3 separate regions of the Mus musculus genome follow, and all the other regions are linked to region 1. A link is a contact called in public promoter capture Hi-C data. All regions are on one chromosome and are shown on one strand. The core of a region is the stretch at or near the end of the contact, and the rest is flanking DNA. Distances in the headings are between cores, read along the strand shown.

Evidence for each region. Promoter capture Hi-C pulls out the DNA fragments that hold promoters and counts their contacts.
Region 2: a contact with region 1 is called in a promoter capture Hi-C map of liver, with 7 times the contacts expected there. The contact joins the promoter of Sirt6 here to the promoter of 2610008E11Rik in region 1. A contact is called at or near these places in 4 of 39 promoter capture datasets (hippocampal neurons, liver and pre-B cells) and 1 of 115 datasets of contacts at active chromatin or transcription factors (differentiating embryonic stem cells).
Region 3: a promoter capture Hi-C map of pre-B cells shows a contact between it and region 1, with 6 times the contacts expected there. The contact joins the promoter of Pcbp3 here to the promoter of 2610008E11Rik in region 1.

The regions. Positions count from the first base shown.
Region 1 is chr10:79,095,229-79,099,431 of GRCm38.p6, reverse strand. It overlaps 2610008E11Rik (RIKEN cDNA 2610008E11 gene), which reads left to right and starts at 1,832. Exons shown (of 6, transcript NM_001004362.2): 1 at 1,832-1,974. The coding sequence starts at 1,954.
Region 2 is chr10:81,625,067-81,629,269 of GRCm38.p6, reverse strand. Sirt6 (sirtuin 6) reads left to right here and starts at 1,704. Exons shown (of 8, transcript NM_181586.4): 1 at 1,704-1,798; 2 at 2,653-2,780; 3 at 3,372-3,554; 4 at 4,154-4,203. The coding sequence starts at 1,733. It also overlaps a transcript of Ankrd24 not described here.
Region 3 is chr10:76,959,758-76,963,960 of GRCm38.p6, reverse strand. Pcbp3 (poly(rC) binding protein 3) reads left to right here and starts at 2,014. Exons shown (of 16, transcript NM_021568.2): 1 at 2,014-2,213. Gm35664 (a long non-coding RNA gene) reads right to left here and starts at 1,820. Exons shown (of 2, transcript XR_380584.1): 1 at 1,786-1,820; 2 at 1,359-1,585.

The sequences.
Region 1 (4,203 bases), core at 583-3,082:
TGTGAGTTCAAGACCAGTCTTAGCTTGATATAGATTTTTAGCTCAGCCTAAGCTACATAGAGATCCTACAAAAAGGAAAGAATGACTAAATAAAGTGAAATGGCTTCAGTTTTTTCCTTATAGTTAACTTTTATCCTTACAGAATGAATTCTAATACTGTGGGACAGTTATTAATATTATAACACCACAGTGGTCCCTATATATGTCAAATTCTGCTCTTATTTGGTAAATGGCATGTCTTTCTTTTCTTTCTTTCTTTCTTTCTTTCTTTCTTTCTTTAAAGCAAAATGTTCACGCCTTAAATATACCCACTATGCTAAGGCACCTGACACAGTTCCATGCCCACATAGTAGGACATTTGTAAAATTGTTTTTAATCAGAAACAAAGTGAGTGGCAGTGGTTGAGTTGAGCAGATTAAAATAGTTGATTAATGGGCAAAAGTGAAAAGTCACAACTTATCACCAAACGTTTTCATACTTAATTTAAGAAACTACTTGCAACTAGCTGGGGAGAGATGGTGCTTGCACTCAGTGGTTTGGGAATAGCCTCACACAATATTCACCTGGAGAGTTCTAAACCGTGTGTGTGTGTGTGTGTGTGTGTGTGTGTGTGTGTGCGTGTGTGAGTGTGTGTGTGTGCGCGCGCATTCGTGCATGCATGAGTGTGTGTGTATGTGTGAGTGTGTGTGCGTTTGTGCATGCATGAGTGTGTGTGTGTGGGGGGGGGAGTCCTACTCCCCCTACTCTGATTTCATTGAAACTAAAGTTTGGAGTATTTAAAAAGTCCTAGGGGGTTATAATGTGTGGCCAACTTAGATGCATGTGCGTCAGGGTCTTGGCTGAGTTAGCTGTTCATGATATCCATGTGTGCTACATGGCTTTGCCCACCACCACCTCACATCTCACTTTCAGGTATCCAAAATTGCTATGCCCAGCTGAAATCAAGACATACTCCTTATACGGCAACATTTCTGCAAAGCAAATGCATTCTTATTGGTCGGCACATCTCTCTAATTGTCATTTGCTTTTCTCTAAGATTTTTCAGAACAGTTTGGAATTTGGTCAAATTAGCACTCAAAAACAAAAGGAATGGAAATAATTTGCATGCATGTGGCGGCTCACTATACGTGTTCAATTTTTTTCTTCTATAAAGAGAAATAAATTATGCCATCATTGTTATTATAGTGAATTTTACCTGTTTAGATTTTTTTTTTTAAAGCTGACACTTCTCAGAATACATATATGTGATTCTGAGGAGAAAAGGGGGAGAGAAAATAGAACAGGGAATGATGAGAGCAAAGTATAATATAACAACACCCTTCAGAAGAAGTCACAATGCATACCTAAATAATTAACCAATTTTTCAGTTCTGTCTACCATGTTGCTTGTATCGGACATTGCTGCCTTACATGAATGCTTTTTATTTTGAAGCTTAGAGTTGGGAAAACACAGTTTAAAACTGTCATGATGTGATTTCCATTTGTGAATAAGATATATATATATATATATATATATATATATATATATATATATATATTCAGCCGTAAGTCCATAAATCCTTTAGCTCTATATCCAGGGCAATTGTTCAGTACTGGGCTCTGTTCTCTCACGGGGTTGGGAGCAGCCCTGCCTGACAACATCTGTGAGCAAGAACTTGCTTTTTATTTATTTATTTATTTTTATTTTTGCTTGATTCACGCACGAATTGGTTCTGTCTACTGTCACTCGTAGCCAAGCCCGAAATGCTATCCAATCGGATGCACTAGACTGAGAATTGCCCAATCATACACAGAGAGCGAGCATGGAGGGCGGGCCTTCGCTGCTCCGCTGTGGCCTTTGTCTGTCCCCGGCCATCTTAGATCTGTAGCCTCATCCAGTTCCGAAGGATCGGAAATCACTGAGGCCCCTGTCTCCTGTGACAGTCGCGGTGGGGAGGCCCGCGCAGGACGCAGGATGTCGGCAGAGCCTGTCATGGTGAGTGCGAGCGTCCTGCAGCGGGGAAGCTGTCTCTGCACCCTCCGCCGCCCCCGACCCCCCGGCCCGGTGCGCCTGCGCCGTTGTCAGGTCCTTCAAGGCTGGGCTGGAGGGTGGAGGTTGCTGGAGTCCACAACTTGCCCGCGAGGACTTTGAGGGAGATGGGTTTCCTTCAAGAGAGGAGCCGGGTCCGTGGATTCTGCAGTCCCTTATATGTAAAGGAGAAGCAGCTCAGCTCGGAGGCCAGTAAGCAAAGGAGAGCGCCCCTTCGGGGACATCCCTCTACTTTGATCACAGTTGCCTAAGAATTTCATGAGGAGGCTAAAAGAAACAAAATCAATTTATGACAGTGTCATCTGGTTGATTTTTTCGGTAAAGGCTCCCAGCAACTTGATGTCACTTAGCATCAACATTCAGTGCTTAAGCAGATTTTAAGAGTTGAGTAAAATTTGAAAATTAAGGTAAATGGTGCATGAGTTGGCTTACTTATTTCTCTGGTCTGTAGAAAACACTGGTCTCACCTCAAAAGGATTAGAGAGAGTTTATTCTGGGACAGATATGAGTCACCCTGTTCAGTAGCATGTATTTAAGTTGCCCTAAATCACATGTTTCAACGTGGATGTAGTTAGGTGAGGTTTTAATAGTGAAAAACAAAATCAAGGCATTTATCAAAGACACTGTGGACACATCAGGGTAGATAGGTTACATGCAGAGGAAGCTCTTACAGATATGAGAGATTATCTGGGGACACTCTTAGCTTTTGGCTTGGTGGAAGCTAGTGGTCTGCTCTGTGGACACATTCCCAAGTTTTCAGCTGCTAGTTGGTGTCCGACCACATAGAGAAGATGAATACTAACTGGATATTAAGGGACCTGATGATCGCAAAGAGTTCTAACTACATTTGCAATGTTCCAGCTCCACAGAATCATGAAGTTTTGATCAGCCAGGAAACCTTATAAAGTCTTTAGAACTCACTTGGAATTATTTTTGAGGAAAGGAGAGACTTAAGTTTCTACTCCTTAAGAATTTTCTGACTTGTGAGGCAGAGACAGGTGGATTTCTGAGTTTGAGGTCTACAGAGTGAGTTCCAGGACAGCCAGGGCAATACAGAGAAACCCTGTCTTGAAAACAGAACAAAACAAAACAAAACAAACAAAAAAACCAAACCAAAACAAAACAAAACAAAAAGAATTTTCTGGCTGGGGAGATGGTTCTGATAGTAAAGGCACATGCCATCAACTGTGACAGTGTGAATTGCATCCCTGGAACTCATGTGGTGGATGGAAAGAACCTATCCCAACAAGTTGAGGAATAATGGCTGCAAACTAGTAAAAGTCTTTTTAATAATTATGCTATCATGCTTCTATAAGAGCAGAAAACCAAGGATTAAAAAAAAGAAGAAGAAGAAGAAACCCACTATGGTTTCTAACATACATTAGTCTCAAGTCAGAGCTCAGGTATTTCTGTTAGAGCGGCATGATGTGATGGCATACACAATGCCTAGTGTGTGTGTGAGCGTAGGAAGGTGGCAGGGAAGGTGCTAAACGTAGCTGAAGTGAATGTGGCCAGAAACACCTGGATGCTTTATGTATTTGATTTTGACTTTCTTTTAAGTCACTGAGTATTACTATTATCCATTATCTTCTGACTTGTGTATTCAGTGACTTTATGAGGGATAGGATGTATTCTGTATTCTGTGTTTTCTGGGAGTTGGACCCATACCCTTGCTCCATCCAGACCTGCTGTGTGCCACTGTACGGCACCACCACCTGTGACATCTGCCTTTTCACAGGCTTGGTTATTCTTTACAGATTTCATGTCACCTTTATGTATTGAGTAGATATATGCTTTTCTCTTGTTAGTAACACAAACCTTGTATACATATATATTCTATGTATACTGACACACTTTTCTGAAGTCTCTTGACTGCAAAGGTAATGAAAGTTTTTTTTGGACTTCACAGCCAAGCTAATAACATACTTTGAGAAAATTTAAGACAGTTACTTAACCTGCCACCCTGCTGTGTACTCACAGAGCCTGTTTAAGTCTAATGTGCTTTTAAGAGAGCAGTGTAAGCAGCCTTACTGTGCCTTGGATTGCCCATGTAATCAGTATTTCAGACCTAAACTAAATGCGTGGCTTTAATTTTAAATTATGAACTATTCCATGCCCCTGACCCAGAGTGTTATTATGTATGTGTTGTGTTAATTATCTGCTGAAAAGGTTGAA
Region 2 (4,203 bases), core at 455-2,954, 2.5 Mb before region 1:
TATGTAATGGAGCTACAGGGGGAGACACACTGGAAAGTCAGTGTTTTGCAAGAAAGTCTGGTCAAAACTGTCACTATTTAGGGCAGTTCCACCCACCCATCCATCTACCCATCCACCCACCCATCCATCCATCCATCCACCCACCCATCTACCCACCCACCCATCCACCCACCCATCTACCCACTCACCCATCCACCCACCCACCTACCCACTCACCCATCCACCCACCCATCCACCCACCCATCTACCCACTCACCCATCCACCCACCCATCTACCCATCCATCCATCCATTCACTGATCCCACCTCCTCTACTAATCAGGTTCACTTTCACCCCACACCTACCACCAAGGGTGGGTGACAAAACACCCAAAAGAGTTGTCCACATGCTACCAGTCTGAAGGAAATCGCCACGGCAAGGTGGCAGGGAAGGCCTGTGGATTTAAGGGTTTGCCTTCTGAAGAGGTGACACAGCACAGGTGACGCTGCGCACTGGGCCTGGGCCTTGGCTCCCGCGTGGGATGTGTGCACCTGTCACAAGTGTGCAGATGCGTGTGTTCATACTGTTGCAGGTAGCACCCCTCACCAGCACCCAGACTTCCCTGGCCTCCCTCACCCACATCCCCCTACCTCAGGCGACTCCAGACCGGAACCCAGCGTCCAAGCAGCCTCTCTGGTTACCCGCTCCAGCTGCGAGCCACCAGCAGCAGAGTAGAGGTGACACCCGATCAGGTTGGGGTGGGGGAGCGGGGGACGGATGAGCCAAGGGAGGAGACAAGCTGCTGTTAGCCAGCTTGCTCAGATGGGCAGCCCCAAGGACGGCCTCTCCCACCTCCTTGTGTGCTCCTGCCTCCTCGAAGCCTTTCTTGGGGTCTCCACGGGGATCAGGAGGCTTCGGTTGTTATATGCTGCCATTGACCCATCACATGGCTCCTGTGTCTGTTGATTACCAACAGGCAGAATGGTCAGATAGTGCCTCCCATCTCTAGATGGCCACGGAAGCAGGGCTCTTCACCTCTCTCCTTGCATCTCTGGGCACCTCTGGGTAACACGTGGAACTCGCCCAGTTCTGTGGACCTAACCCTATGCTCTGTGATATTCCGGGAGGTGCACTCCAGAAACTAACCCAGGAAATGTTGGCAGGGGGCCCAGAGGTCTTTCCTCTGCCCAAGAACCCCAGTTTTCCATTCATTCTCTCCTGTAGCCAGAGTCAGGCAGACCCTGGATGACAGTCACAAAGGTTAGGGTATCATGTAGCCTAGCGTGGCTTCGAACTTTCTGTCCCCTCCTGCCAGTGCTATAAGCACTCCGGGCAGGGCTCTACACACTGAGAACTGTGGATTTTTGTTTTGCTTTGTTTGGTTTCATTTCTGGGTTTTGCTGATGTTGTCTCTTTTGAAACAGGGAGTTGGTCTGGGACTCGCAATCCCCCTGCCTCGACTCCTGTGAGTGGCCTCATCACTTTTCTGGCTCTGGTCGCGGATCCCAGGACTGGGGAATCCACTAAGTCAGAGAGGTAGTCTCGGCCAGCACTGAAGACTAAGCTTGCTGCATCAGGAGGGCGCATGCGCTCTGGAAAGAATGCTGTTTTTCACCTCCACGTACCCACCCCACCCTCAGGCACGTATCTAGGGAAGGCGGCTACTCTTTCCCGACCGTCCCTTCACCACTTCCGGCGGAAGCGGCCTCAACAAGGGAAACTTTATTGTTCCCGTGCGGCAGCGCCGGCGACGATGTCGGTGAATTATGCAGCAGGGTTGTCGCCTTACGCGGATAAGGGCAAGTGCGGGCTGCCCGAGGTGAGAGCTGCAGTGTTCGAGTCACCGAATGACCCCAGACGGGGAGCGGCCGGGCGAAGCGGGGCATTGTGGGAACAGCATGAAACATAGAGTCTAGACAATGGGAGGGACTTCCCTGGAAGGAGGGGGCGGGAAGTGACACCCACTGCTCAGGCTGGGTGACACGGAGGAACCTGGGTCAGGGAAGGAGTGAGGGGCTAATGGGAACGAGACCAAATCGTCAGGTCAGGGAGTGGACGTCTTAATTGTCAGGGAAAACCTGGAGCTGTGGGAAGATCTGCAGGGCCGGAAGCTGGCACCCTTTCCTGGGGGCATCCCTGTACCCCACTCTGTACTCCTCCCTGAATCTGGGCCAGATGGATCCTGAGTGTGGGGCTGTCAGTCTTTGTTGTTTCTGAAGGGGTGTAGTAGGGTGGAGGGTTCTCTCTTTGTAGCCCAGGCTGGCCCCGAACTCACAGGAATCTTCCTGCCTCTGCCTCCCGAGTACTGGTGTTAAAGGCCTGCGACACCATGCCCTGCCTGCCTCATGTTAACGGAGCCCCTAGACAAGTAGAGCTGCATCTTGATTTAGGGGAGAGAGGTGGGTTATCTAAAGTCCAGGATGGGGGATGACGTCAGTGGGGAGGTCACGTGGGCCACAACCAGACCAGGACAAAGGAGTGGCTGCCTGCAGGAACAGCACTCTGGGAAGAGGGCTCGGCATGTGCAAAGGCCCTGGGGTAGGACACAGCGATGTGTTAAGAGTGTGGCTGGAACTGAGGGATGTTGAGAAGGGGCAGACAGAGCATTGACCCACAGGAGGCCTGCCACTTGGGAGGTCACGTGTTGCCTCCTCCTGCCCTCTGACCCTACAGATCTTCGACCCACCAGAGGAGCTGGAACGCAAGGTGTGGGAGCTGGCCCGGCTAATGTGGCAGTCCTCCAGCGTGGTTTTCCACACGGGCGCCGGCATCAGCACCGCCTCTGGCATCCCCGACTTCAGGTCGGTGAACAATGAGGGGAAACTGAGGCAGGGCTCTTGCTGATACACCTCTAGGGACTAAGGTGAGGTGGCAGAAGGACCTTTCAGTTTTCCTATGTCTCTGAAAGGCCCAGCAAAAACTCCACTTGCCCAAGGATCAGAGCATGCCCACATAATGTAGTAGCTGCAAGGCATGCTGGGAAATGTATTCATGCAGCTCGGCCAGCCACTGGGTTTTCTAGGGTCAGAATGACTCAATGTTGTGGAGTGACTAGCTCACCCATAACCTTCGGTGGCAGCCTATGACCACTGTAAAGCATTCTGGGAACCCGCAGCCGGTCTTAACCAGTACTCAGCCCCAGCTCCACTAGCTCCCCTGCCTTTGTTTACCCCCAGACCCTCAGCCCCTCCGCCTCTTTCATGAAGACGTCCCATGCTCTTTAGAATTCTTGCCTACCCGGCAGTCATTGTCTCCACCACAGGATACAGAACCACCCTAAGAACGGGGCTGGGGCCAGCATGGGCTGACTTCAGCATTAACAGGAAGAGCCCACAGCCTGGAAAATGAATGTTTGACCTCTGTGCCTGTCCTCCTCTGCTTGCTATCCTCAGAGGCCCCCATGGCGTGTGGACCATGGAGGAACGCGGCCTGGCCCCCAAGTTTGACACCACCTTCGAGAATGCTCGGCCCTCGAAGACCCACATGGCCCTGGTTCAGCTAGAACGCATGGGCTTCCTCAGCTTCCTGGTCAGCCAGAACGTAGACGGGCTGCACGTGCGCTCGGGCTTCCCCAGGTCCGATGAGTCGGCCGGGGGGCTGGGGCTCAATTGCATCTCTTCCTCCTTATTGGACCAGGGTGCCCTAGCTCAGGGGCATTTATTAGGGATGCAAAGAGGGGGAAGGCTCGGAGCCCAAAGCCGGGCAGTACTTGGTCAAATTGGGGGGATGTAGGCAGGGTTCCACCCCTCACTGGGGTGGGGTGGGGAGGTTGGCAGGGGCTTTAGGGCCAACTGACTGTTGCGGCAGAGGGCGAGTACATGACAGAATTTCTCCATGTCTTGGCTACCCTGGGACTTGCCCTGTAGATCAGGCTCACAGAGATCCACTTGCCTCTGCCTCCCAATGGAGGGATTAAAGGGGTGTGCCGCGGCTAGCCAACAGGTTTTTTGTAGTGGGGAGGAGGTATTTGTGAGTTTGTGAAGACACCGTCAGACAGCTATGCATGCAACAGTTCCTCAGAATGGGACAGGCTGGGACATCCTCCAGGAAAGAGAAGTGGACGCCCCTTGTGAGTGAGCCCCCTAGGAAGGCTTTCTGGAGGAGGAGGCAGACTGAGCAGCTGGTCCAAGCCCCAGGATCTGGGAAGGGTCCTTACTGGCATCTTCTTCTGCAGGGACAAGCTGGCAGAGCTGCACGGAAACATGTTTGTAGAGGAATGTCCCA
Region 3 (4,203 bases), core at 765-3,264, 2.1 Mb after region 1:
CTCTCCTAATGACTAAGTGTGTCTTCCAGGAGGAGATGTAGGCAGCTGAGCCCTCCCCCCAAACCCCACGGCTCCTGGAGAGTAGAGTAGGAGGCTGGCAACCTGTAATCTGGAGGGGGGGGGTGCTTCGACAGAGCCTAATGCAGCTCCAGCCTCCGGAGCCACTGTGCAGAGCCCAGGAGGCCGATGGCCCGAGCTGATCCTGGAGACACTTTGGATCTTAGTTCAAGTCCTGGTTTAGGTCTGGGTACTGCTGCTGGGTTCAATGTCAATCCCTTGTGTTCGTCTCCTAGGGGAAGTCCTTGTCTCAGGGACTCCTAGCATGCTACCTGACATGCCCTCCTCCAAATTTCCGCCCTCCTCTCTACCATAGCACAGGGCTAAGGTGTAGTAATGTGCGATAAGGCTGTCCATATGCTCTCTAGATTCTCCAGGTAAAGGTTCGTGATTTGCTGCAGCTGCACTTAGCTGCTGGGTAAGGCTTTTGACAGCTCCTGCTTGCCCGGACCCAGGCCCTTTCTTTTCAGAGGTTGTCATTGAATCACACAGGTTATGTTTGAAGACAAATAAGAGCACACTCCTTTCTGACTCATCGATCCCAAGTGACTACTGTATATGTCTGCTACAGGGGACCAGGACTTTTCCCTTCAGAGTGGATTCCAGGACATCATACTCACAGGACTCTGGGCATTCCCAAGAGCTACTTGGTTACTATGGTGAGGTTTCAGACCTACGGAGTCTTCCTGACTCTACCATAGAGATCGTGATTGTAACAGGTGGAGGGATGAGGGGACAGAGCTATGTATACACCCCTTTGCATGTATGATATATCGTTATTGGCACCGAAGTGAGTCATTGGTGGGTTTGAGGCTCAGGGCGGGATGAGTTTTGTCATCTCAGCTAGAATGTCACCCTCAACCCACTTCTCTGCTCACCCGTCTGTTCATATGACAACAAAGAAGCAACTCTGTTTCCCAGAGATGCTTCTCGAAAGTCTGGAGGTAAACATGTGGATCACTCTCTCCACCTATGAAGGGCAAAGCTTGATTTCCAAGTCCAAAGAGGCCTTCTCTGGCTGGTTCAGGTTGCTTCAGGAAGCCAGGAAGGATGACCCTGGGCTCCTGGGTATCTAGGTACTGATGGAAGGCAGAGTTCCCAGGACTCGCAGCTTCTATCAGTACTGGAATTACAAGTTGGCCTGGTTCCTTTACCTTCGTGGTGTGCAGAAAGGAATAAGCCTAAGCTAATAGAGAGCAATCAGATGAAGGAAGTTTAGTCCGATGAAAACGATAGTTAATTGACACAAAATAGAGCAGGACACCTCTGAGGAAAGGTGCACAAAAGATAACAACAACAACAACAACAACATGACATGTTTTCCCACAGCCACTACCACAGCCAGTTCTTCCATCGGCTTTGAATCGCTTGTGGACAGGTGTGCAGGCCCAGAACCTAAACACAAGTTCTACAGTCTGGGCTGTGTTGGCTTTCAAAGGCTTCCAAGCAGAGAGGGGCACCCGCGAAGGGCTGCGGTCAACGGATCAGGCCCACATAGTCGCGAAGGCTGTGGGTCCAACTGACCTCCCTAGAATATCAGCGCGTGCGAGACTGGGTGTCTGCAGTCTCCCGCTAGCTGCGTGTGCCAAACACTTGCAGAGGATGCAGGCCCCGCAGCCATCTCACAACCAAGCATCCACTCCCTTCCCTCTAGCCTTCTGGAGGCCCCGCCCCAGGCCCGGCCCTGGCCCCGCCCCGTACTGTCCCCGCCCCCGCCAGTTGACTAACCTTTCCAGAAGCCCCGCCTCCTCCCAGCCCCAGAGTGGGGCCCCGCCCAACCCTAACCGCCCTTCGACGCTAAACGGCTTCTAGCCGGAGAGCTTTCCGTGCCCTGATTGGCTGTGATGGTCACCGTTTCGCAGCTCCATTGGCTCCCGGCGCCCGCTTTCTCAGGCCCTGCCCTTGAGCGGGGGCGGGGCCAGAGGCGGCGGGCTGCGCAGGAGTGGCTGGTTGCACGGAGGGGGCGGGTCCTCGCCGCGCGCAGTGCTTCGGCCAGAGCTCGAGGCGCTGCTTACCGTCGCCTGAGCTAGGAGACGCCGCGGCCGCCGCTGGGTCGCATCGGGCTTCGCGTCGCGCCGTGTACGCCTCCTCTGCCCCACCCGACCGGCAGCATAGGCTCTACCTGGTCCGCGGCCTCCCTGTCCGCGGCGGGGCAGGTGAGTGAGTGGCGGCGGGTTGAAGTGTGTGTGGGGGGGTCCAGCGCGGAGGTAGCTCGCATGCCGCGTCCCAGGCCGGCCGAGACCCCTCCAAAGGCCAGAGGACCGGACAGTTCGCAGTCAGAAAACTTCATTCGAGCTGGGGTGTTGGGGATCCTGGGGGAAGGGTTGAGGTTGGCGATCTCAGTACTAGGGCCGGGATCCTAGGCTGAGGCGAGGGTCCCAAGCTGAGGCGAGGATTCCAGGCTGAGGTGAGGGTCCCAGGCTGAGGGCGGAGGTCCTGGGAGAGAATAGGGGGTACCAGGTTGAGGGCGGGGGTCCCGGGCTGAAGGTAGGGGTCCCAGGCCAAGACCAAGGTCCTAGGCTGAGGGCGGGGATCTAGGACTGAGTACCGAGCTCTGAGGGCTCAAGGCTGAGGTTCCAGGGCTTAGTGCAGAGTCCCAGGCTTAAAGCAGGGTGGGGGTATCCCAGGCCAAAGCGATGGTCGGAGGACTGAAGATGGGAATCCCAGAGGCATGTGTATCAGGCTGAGCAAAGGGTCAAGGGAAGCAGCTTCCCAGGCTGTGACCGGGGTCCTAGGCTGAGGCAGGAATTACTTAGAGAGAGGGAGAAAGAGGTGGGTGGGTGGGTGGGGAAGTGTGGGGCCGAGGGTCGGGCTCCCGGAATAGAGTAGTTCTTGATAGCCCCTTGGGCTTGGAGCTGGGGCCAGAACAGGGTCCTAGACAGAAGTTTCCAGTGAGGGGCTCACTCTCCAGCTCTGCATGGTCTTGCCTGTTCTTGGATTCAGGCACGGCCTAGGGTCCTTGTGAAAGTCTGACGGTAACTGGCCCTGGCCTACGTCGGGGGTCGGGGTAGAGCCACTCAGGAAAACCCAGGCCTCTTTACTCCCTCCCTAAATTCAGAAGTTGTTAGTGGGCACATTACGCTGCAGGCTTTCGGGTCAACACACAATAGCTGTGATCTCACTGGGACTTGCAAGGCTTAGACGGATGTCTTGTGATTGAGACGAGCTGGGGAGGAAAAAAAAAGGAAGCCCAGAGGATGGATGTGGGGCGAGGGCAGGGTGCGGCCTTTTCTCCTCTCCCCTCCACCGTGGTCTTCTGTTTTCTTCTTTCCTCTCAGTTCTCCTCAGGTTTTCCCCGCACCATTCATTAGAGCCTGAACAGGTAGACTAGACAGGCGCCGGTTCTCAATCTCTCTCTCTCTCTCTCTCTCTCTCTCTCTCTCTCTCTCTCTCTCTCTCTCTCTCTCTCTGATGGCCGTATTTTCTGTTTTGGGAAAGAGGTGTGTTCCAGAACTGTTTCTTATTGTCCCCAAAGTGTTTTGTTTAGTAGAAGTGTGAAGTTGTCTGGCTTCTTATTCTGCACTATGTTGTTAGTATAGGAGAATTTTAAGTTAATGGAAGGTGGGCCCCAGGATTGGCTATTTCCTTTTTACTTTTCTTTGCAGCACTACGGACTTTTAAATCTCATTAGCTTTGTATGCGAACCGATGGCACTGTAGGTTGAGAAGGGTTTTTTTTTTTTTTTTTTGGTTTTTCAAGACAGGGTTTCTCTGTATAACCCTGGCTGTCCTGGAACTCATTTTGTAGATCAGGCTGGCCTCGAACTCAGAAATCGCCTGCCTCTGCCTCTACCACGACCGGCGAGAAGGGTTTTTAGTGCCTCACCAAAAGGCATTCTGGGTGGCAGGGCTTTGGAGAAAGACCCTTGGAGGCCAGACTGCAGAGCTAGCATCCATACTCTCCCTCTGAGCCCATTTCTCTAATACAGCCTTCCTGAAATTTAGTTCCCGTTCTGATGCAAACTTGTGGCCCATTTCTCTTCTTTGGACTTAATTGTGATTTCAGTTCCAGAAAAACTGCAGGCTGTGTCTCTGCGGAGAACAGACCCCCAGTCCCCACAACAAAGACAGTTCATTATCTAACATCTGATACGACCATTTTGCTCCAGAGAGGGGTGTGTGTACATCAGTATTCTCTGGAGATGGC